2 separate regions of the Xenopus laevis genome follow, and region 1 is linked to region 2. A link is a contact called in public Hi-C data. All regions are on one chromosome and are shown on one strand. Each heading gives the region's core, a stretch centred on a gene start, on an enhancer-like site or on the middle of the called end of the contact. The rest is flanking DNA. Distances are from core to core; before and after follow the strand shown. Region 1 holds the start of ppp2cb.L (protein phosphatase 2, catalytic subunit, beta isozyme L homeolog). Region 2 has its middle 3.8 kb from the start of ubxn8.L.

What was found. Hi-C and Micro-C count contacts between places; a contact is called where the count stands out from the background.
Region 1: a Hi-C map of the XTC cell line shows a contact between it and region 2, with 2.3 times the contacts expected there. The contact joins the promoter of ppp2cb.L here to the enhancer-like site in region 2. A contact is called at or near these places in 2 of 4 Hi-C or Micro-C datasets (the XL177 cell line and the XTC cell line).

What each region holds. Positions count from the first base shown.
Region 1 is chr1L:105,853,271-105,857,737 of Xenopus_laevis_v10.1, reverse strand. It overlaps ppp2cb.L (protein phosphatase 2, catalytic subunit, beta isozyme L homeolog), which reads left to right and starts at 1,371. Exons shown (of 7, transcript NM_001090693.1): 1 at 1,371-1,794. The coding sequence starts at 1,693.
Region 2 is chr1L:105,800,679-105,805,053 of Xenopus_laevis_v10.1, reverse strand. No RefSeq gene overlaps it. Among protein-coding and RNA genes, the nearest start is that of ubxn8.L, 3.8 kb to the left of the region's middle. Within about 2 kb of position 3,068, at least 1 of the 7 cell types and tissues checked has an H3K27ac peak or open chromatin away from gene starts, as enhancers often do.

The DNA.
Region 1 (4,467 bases), core at 122-2,621, 54 kb before region 2:
TTCATCAATATAAACATGTCATGGGTTCGGTAGAATGACCCCCAATCCTATGTCACACGTGTGCATATAAAGAGCAAGCTGCTACTCATTATGCGCATGTGTGTGCCTGCACCAGGAGCTCACTCCTATTACAGGAGGCATAGCTATTACCAGGGGTAACTTCTGTACTGTGATATGTGCCCTTTAAAGAGGGTTGGTCACCTTTAAATTAAATTTTAGTATGATGTAGAGCAGGGGTCCCCAACCTTTTTTTTTTTTTTTACCGTGAGCCACATTTAAATGTGGAAAACTTGGAGAGCAACATAATCATGCAAAAACTTCCTAGGAGTGCAAAGTATGGGATTGGATTGGCAATTGGTATTCCATTTGTGGACATGCAGCCAACAGGAGGCTTTGCTTGGCAGTACACCTGTTTTTTATGCAACTAAAGCTTTCCTTCAAGCCAGTAAATAAAATATAAGCACCTGCTTTGAGGCGACTAGTAGCAACATCCAAGGGGTCGGAGAACAACATGTTGCTCACGAGCCACTGGTTGGGGACCGCTGTTGAAGAGGGTAATATTCCGAGACAATTTGCAATTGTTTTTCATTTTTTATTATTTGTGGTTTTTGAGTTATTTATATTTCCATTCAACAGTTCTCTAGAATGCTATTTAAAGCAATCTGGTTGATAGGGTTCAAATTACCCTAGCAACCATACGTGATATTGATAGGAGAGGACCTGAACAGAAATGGAAGGTAATAAAAAATAGCAATAACAATAAATGTGTAGCCTTATAGAGATTTATATTTTTAGATGGGGTCAGTGACCCCCATTTGAAAGCTGTGAAGAGTCAGAAGGCAAGTAATTCAAAAACTATAAATAACAAAAAATGAAGGCCAATAGAAAAGTTACTTAGAATTAGCCATTGGATAACATACTAAACGTTAAAAATTACTTTTAGAAAGCTTGATATGAATGCATATTTAATCATAGCTATATATTTATAGATGCGAAGTCGAATACACATGTACAAGAACTACTTTACAGTTTTACAGCAACGGGTGCCAAATGTGATTTTAATAGGTACTGTGTTTCCCTATTTTCGGTCACTGTCGTTAATACTCTTCTCCACCCATCACTGTACACACAACACCTCAAATAAAGATCTTTGAAAGAAAAAAAAACAGTTCTACGCAGGTGGGGGCTTTAGCGAGCATGCGTGTGGTACTCCACCTACCAATGCGTCGCTGCGTGTCTCCGTGCACGCTTGATGTAGTTTGCGGGCGCGGGCACGCTCTGTCGCTGTGCAGGATATGCCTTGAGTCGCGCACGTCCATTTCTGTCTCCCATTCGTTGTCTCTGTGCACTTTATCGGCTCCACCCCCTCTCAGACGCGCTCCCGAAAGTAAGGGGGTGAAATTGAATGAGGAGGAGGAAAGGTAGAACGACATAGTCGCGTTTCGGCCTCCTCCTTTGACAGGCAACAGCTTAACATTCGCCTTATTAATACGTGAATTTTGGAGTCCGGTCATCTCCAGCCGTGGCCTCGCACGAAGTTGAGGGACGGGAGGCGTAGGCCGTGCCAGTGAATGTGTGACAGGAGTGGGGCAGAGAGGAGGGGGAACACACTGATCGGCACAGTGCGAAATTCTGTGTGTGTTTGTAGCTTGTGTTGCTGTGGGATAGTGTGGTTGTCGGGAAGGTTCTGGTATGGAGGACAAGACGTTTACTAAAGAGCTGGACCAGTGGATCGAGCAGCTGAATGACTGCAAGCAACTCAACGAGAGCCAAGTGCGCACCCTGTGTGAAAAGGTGAGACCGGCCCTGTGCAACAACGTCTGTAAACACTCCACATACACGCACATAGGTGTATAGCGGCGCTCACAGCGTAACATTCATCACTTCCCGAAGGAACATACAGACGCTGATGAGGGCATTTGCTTATGTAGGAAATCTAGATCATGTCCACACAGACATTAGACTTCTATACATGTATATATGGAATTTACTGTTTACCGTTCATGAATATTGTGTTTTGTTCCCTTTTGGTTGGCAACTGTTGGTCCCACTTTCTAACACCCAGGCCTTTCTTTTTTTTTTTTTTTTAACTATTTGTTTATGTATATCAGGCCTGTAGAATACATAGCTCCCAAGTATATGGAATAATATCTGGTATGTTTCTGTGTGGTATTAGTAATTATTTGATGTGAGAATGTAATGAGTGTGGTGTTTTTTGTTTTCAAAATACTTATTATTCAGAATTTTATATTGTAGCTAAATACTTTTCATACTGAGATTTTTTGGTTAAAGGGGTGCCTTTCATTTACCAGTTAAACCCGTGGGCCTTGCTTATTTTTTAAAAAAATTCTCTCGGCATTTCTCTTGAATTCTCCCAAGAAGTTACATTCCAGTAACAATGTACCACTACTGTCTCTGAAAACTATTACTCCTAAGTTATGGATCAATAAATGAGTCATGTAATAACAGACACAGAGTTTGCTACATCATCTTTTCACCAGTAATACCCAATCAACTGTTTGTTCTCAAAACACTAAAGACGTATACATTAACAGATGATGGTTGTTATGGGTTACCAAAACTGGAGCAAGCTTTTCACCTGCTATTAGTTTTTTTTTTTACTACCATACAAGGGTTTCCTTGTACATATGAGGAAAAGCACTGCAGTTAATGACCCCTGCAGCTAAATGACATTTAAAGGTACAAATATAAATTTATTTTTCATGAGTGCCTTTAATCATTCCCATTCATACTTACAGGTGAACTTATATCAAGGCCAGTGGCACTCTGGTGGCTTTGTCTGTTGAATGGCAATAGAAAACAACAGCTACAAAATGTCCATGTTCATATTTCCCCGCTGCTAATGCTATTGAATATAAAGTGACTTGCTGTGATTACAGGTGGACTTGTGTGCAAAGCCATCTCTCTATGTGCATTCAATAGGGCACTTTACATTTGTTGTATTAGTAACAGGTGAATGGGAGTGGGAGGACTACCTCTTCCTTCATAAAAGGGCCGAACACCATTAGTTTGAGCAGATGTTCGTTTGGTTGTCTTATTTTGTTTTTAATTCTATAGCTTTTGATTTATCGGCACTTTTCCCCCTCAAGTCTTCAACTGAATATACAGCTTGATTGTTAGCATTGCTGACCCCAGCAACCTTTGAACAGATCAACGCTAAGGTCTCAAATGTAATGCTATTCTTAGTTTCATTGCATATATTTCTATTCAGACACTCTCCTGTTCATATTCAATTTGACTTTCTCTGTGCTGTCTGGTTGCTAGGCTAATTAAGCCTTGCCATCTGCATTTCAATTGAAATTCCAAGCTTCAGGAAAAAAATAAGTGTAACTAAAAAAAACATAAAAATCAAGACTAATTATTGTTATATAATGCTACCATTTACACCACATGTGAACTCAATTTTAAGGTGATCTGCTCTTAACATTGAGTTCACTTGGCTACTATGCTGGGCTACAATTAACAGCATCCTTCAACATAGGTGTGTGGATAACCTCGGAGTTGTGTCTTTAATATTTTAGCAAGATCTCTTTTGGTTAACTGCTTTTATCTGCCTCATGCTCACCCATATGGGTTTCCATTATATACTGAATCAGACTACATATTAGATGGTTATGTGATAGAGTGGATACTTTTTGTGAGTTTGTGTGTAATTGTCAAGTAGCATGGGTTAAGTTAAGTCTGTATCCACTGAGTGTGATGCACAGAGGTATCTAAAGGTGGTCATAGACGAAAAGATCCGCTTGTTTGGCGCCAAACGAGCCGATCTTTCCCCGATATGCCACTAACGGGCATGGCTATATCGGAGGTAATCTGAACGTTCGGCCGAACCATCAGATTACGATGAGAGCGCAATGGGCTCCAGCGCGATCTGTCGGGACAAAATCAAACCTGTCTGATCGACCAAATGACTGATCTCCGCTGCACGAAAAATGTCGGGACTCTCCACACACGGTCCGAAAATCGTACGAATCCTCGATACGTACGATAGGATCTTTGCGTCTATGGTCACGTAACATAAGCCACTTTTTTTTTGTTTTTGTAAAGCATACTTTTGGAAATATAGGGTATATATTTCTTATATTCTATTTTTAAATGGGGAATATACCTCCTTTTTAACAAGTTTTCTTGAGATTTCTTAAGATAAACCTGAAATTTAACACTACTCCACATTTGGTCTTTGCAAGGAGTCCATTATGCAAGGGGAGATAATGGTAATAACTGGTAACACAAATCATTTTTCTTCTGAACTGCTGCTGAAAAATAAGCTTAGATGGTTATCAGAAATGATCGAACATTATTAATTACAGTGCAACCTTAATTTTACGTACCCTGATTTTAATTGTTCCCTTTTTTTTTTTACACTGTTTTTCATATGGTCCCACTAACATATAATTCACTATGAATTTCCCTGATTTTACATTTTCCTGGGTTTTGCACCATTTT
Region 2 (4,375 bases), core at 1,819-4,318:
TCCTTTTGTCCAGTCTATAAAATATGCTGTTTACTACAGCAAAACAGACACCAGTATGTTATATTCCTCAGAATTTTGCCAATTAAATGAGAAACTTACAGAAACTACCAAAATCCACCTCAACATGTACCAAAAATGCGAAGGTATCATGTGCCACTTGCTACTTGCTGAGCTACTTTGATCTTTTAACATATATAATAAGGCCGATGGTGTCAGCTCAAAAAACAAGCAGAGTGGCTCAGGTGCCGAGCCCTGCACTCCAGCTGTCTATTTACCATCCAAATAAAGATATGGGATCCATTATGCAGAACCCCATTATTCAGAAAGCTTCAAATTACAGGAAGGCCATCTCGCATAGACTTCATTTTAATCAAATAATTCAAATGTTTAATGTAATAATAATTTAATGTATAAAAAACTGTACCTTGTACTTGATCTGAACCAATATATAATTAATCCTTATTGGAGGCAAAACAATTCCTTTTGGGTTTATTAATGTTTAAATGATTTTTATAGTAGACTTAAGGTATAAAGATCCAAATTACGGAAATACCCCTTATCCGGAATACCTCAGGTTCTGAGCATTCTGGATTACACATCTGGATAAATGGCTTCTTGGCTTAAAGGGGTGGTTCACCTTCAAACAACTAGGTGTTTTCAGATAGATCACCAGAAATAATGACTTTTTCCAATGACTTTCTATTTTCTATGTGTGACCGTTTTTCTAATATTGAAGTGTCAAGTGTCTTTTTTTTACCTTCTGAAGCAGCCCTGGGAGGGGGGTCGCCGACCCTGTAAACTGTTCTAAATGGATACATTTAGTTGATACATTTCTTATTTTTGTCCCTGCTGAGCAGAATCTCTGGGTTTCATTACAGGCAGCTGTTAGAACATATACAATAGTTGCTAATACCCCAGATATGCTGCTGAGAATCAACCAATTGTATCAACTAAATGTTGCAAAATTGTAACAGTTCAGAGTCTGCACCTGAATTACTGAGCTGCCAGACTCAAACACCAGAGACACGAACATTCAACTTTAAACTTAGATTTTGGAAAAACAGTAAAAAAATAAATAATGGAAAGTAATTGGAAAAAGTCTTTATTTCTGGGGAACAATCTAAAAACAACTGAATTGAAAAAAGGTGAACAACCCCTTTAAGACTTTCTCTTCAGCCCTACTATGTCAAATTATACCAGTTGTGAGGTGGTGTAAAATAATCTCTATTAGTTGGCAGCAACTAATGTGTTAATCTCATGAAAATGGACATGCTTAACAAGTGACCAATTATAGAAGACTTAAGAACCCTCTCCATCCCACCATACACTGTCTTTTTTTTCCTGTCCCCTGAGTTTGGATCGTTTTTTTATTTTGTTCTCTCCTGGGTCATTGTGGCATTTTTTTCCCACTTTGGTGAAGCCTCTGCAATTGGGTCTTCCCCCTCCTCTTATCCATTCCTATTTTGCAATGAGATAAGAAAGTAGGCATGTTCGCAGTGGGGGGAAGTGTGGGGCTTGTTCACCACTTTGCGTTCCAGAGGCACCCAGTGCGTTCCATTCCGTAGGTTTTAAAGGACGCCAAGAGGGAACAATTTGGGTTGCTGCTTCTGGCTGTCTTGCGTTCTTGACTGGTTGGTCCTTTAGGTAGGTTGTAAGGGCTCCCTGGGTTGTGGCTCCTGCTTGGCCGCTCTTGTGGGGATTCCATATTAAATTAATATGGAAGAGCCGAATTTCCATTTCTTTAGTGTGAGAGAGCGCAATTACGCTCTCCGCACTCCCCCCTGGACAGGTAAGCGGGTGAGCGGGAGCGGCATTGCAGGGGCCGCCTCAGAAACGGCACTGAGGGGATGGAGAGGGTTATTAAGTCTTTTATAATTGGTCACTTGTTAAGCCTTTTCATTCTCATGATAAGGAGATTAACCCATTAGTTGCTGCCACAGAGGAACTCCAGGTAAAGAGAATTACGTTGATGGATGATAGGAATTCTCCTTTTTTGACAATGGTCAAAATAGGAGGACTTATGGTCAGCAGAGAAGTTGAAATACTAAAAATAGGAGGACTTATGGTCAGCAAAGAAGTTGAAATACTATTTCATTATTGTTAATCTGATGAGGAGTTGAACTTGAGGTTTTTGGATCTGAAATTTTTTTGTAAATGAGCAGTGTAAATGCCCCACTATACTGTATATTATAAGCCATGTATGGGGAGACCTGCAATGCTCCCTTTAAGATGCTATGTATAAAAATAAAAAAGTGCAATGTTTGAAGTTATAAGTTGTAGTGTCTGGGTGGTAGTATTTTGTATCAATAAACTGATATTATAAGTATTTAATTCTATCTCCATTTCTTGTTGAATTCATTTTGTATTTAAGTATTTATGCTGGATAATTCAGCTTGTGAAATGTTGTAAGGTTTTTTTTAGGATAACAAATGGGAATAGTGCAATCCTGTAGATGTTTGTAAAAGCTGGTAAATGTCAGCACCTATGATGATATTTAATGGGAGGGTGTGTGGGTATGAAGTTTGTTTGTTTGTCTGTTTTATACAGACCTTTAGTACAGGGCAGAGGCGCAAAAGTGCCCGACAGAATAGAGGTTCGATTTTACTTCTATCATGATTTTTCCTGTTACCCACTCTCTAGTGCAGAGAAGCAGATTCAGCAGCAGCTAACAGTGTAGCAGGTGGTGAGTGGGACTGGGATAACTGCACAGATAAGCTAATAAGAAAATAGCTACTCATGATTCATAGCTCTGAAATGTTCAGTTTAGTTATAGAAAAAGCCAAGTTTCACAGACAACGGAACCTTTCAACATATCTGTATTTAATGTCCCACTGTTAACTTTGCTAAATTCCCCTGTCCATTTACAAAACAGCTGGAATACATATCTGTTTGTTTGTCTGTAGTTACACTCCCTAAGTAGCACTTTCCCACTTACAGGAACCAGACAGTGAACAGTACTATATGGAGAAACAGCTTCTATATTACACACAGTAGCAGATTAATGACATGTGGGGCCTCTAGGATTCATTCACACAGGGCCCCTTTCTAGGCTACAGCTGGGCCCGGATGAGTGCAGATCCAGGCATGGGTGCACCTGAGCTCTCTATGCCGGTTTGGCACGCACCAGTGATGTGGCTGAATCTACGCACACAGGAGCATGCACACACCTTGGCTGCCTTTTTCTCCCAGCACGTGCACCTGACCTGATCCTGCAGCGCAAATAAAAATATATATTAAAAGAAAATAATAATTGGAAAAAAGCTAGATGGGCCCCTAGGTTATAGCCTATGGGAGCCTGTGCATTAATCCTCCCCTGATTACACAGTACCAACAAGTTAATGCATCCTACTGTTATGGCTCTAGATGTTGCTTTGCATGCATCAAAATGTTATTCAGATTCTATATAATGAGGGGCAATATGAGAAACCCAAAGAAATGTATGTATGTTGATTTCTTGTAAAAACAAAGTTGTAAGTGAAAAAAGTGCAGGACCCCCTTTGCACCCATGTCTGACAGCATGCATTAAACAGTTATTTCCAATTGTTTAAAAATTATTAGTATAGCACACTGATGTTAAATCTGCTGTGAAGCAGCCCAGCTACTGTTGGATATTTTAACATTTGGGAATATAGGAACTGTAACTGAATAACAGCAGCTTCAGTAAAACAGATCACTGGTATAGCTTTCTGTTTTACTAACTCTGCTTGGATTTACTGGTATGTTAGGGTTACCAGATCAAATTCCAGGGACATGTCTAATAAATTCATGCTACAGGGCTGTACTGATTGCTTTTACATTAAATTGCAATTAGGCAACTCCTTTGGCTAGATGTTTCCCTGAATTTTCATGTGATCTGGTAACCCTATGATATGTTCCCCCTCAACTGGTAAGTGATGACAAAATGTAAATAGAAATGAATGGGAGTTCCTAGTATCTAAGCTGATGTGAGCATGTGCCCATGCTCTAACATCTGCTACCAAGAAATTACCCTCTTAGCGCACAAAACAAAAACTGTAGTACCGTTTTAGCCAGTAGCAAAAATAACAAATAAAAAAACAAACAAATACGAAGACTACTGTAAAAGTCATACCTATATTGGCTAACAAGCTGGAAAGGCACAGCATATATACTGTTAGATCAGAGAAAGGTATTCATGGGCAATAAATTAGGAAGTTACAGATAGACAGAATTAAATTGTACAGATAATAAAATGAATTAGAATGGGTTGTAACTAGTCCAGGGGTCTGGATTCAGTCAGGCCACATAGTGTGACATGAAACCTGACCCTAAATTAAGGTACTGTCTTTGTGTTGAATAACTCCTTACACCTCTTGCAGAAACCATTGTCAGTGCTAGATCTGTGTACAACAGGAGT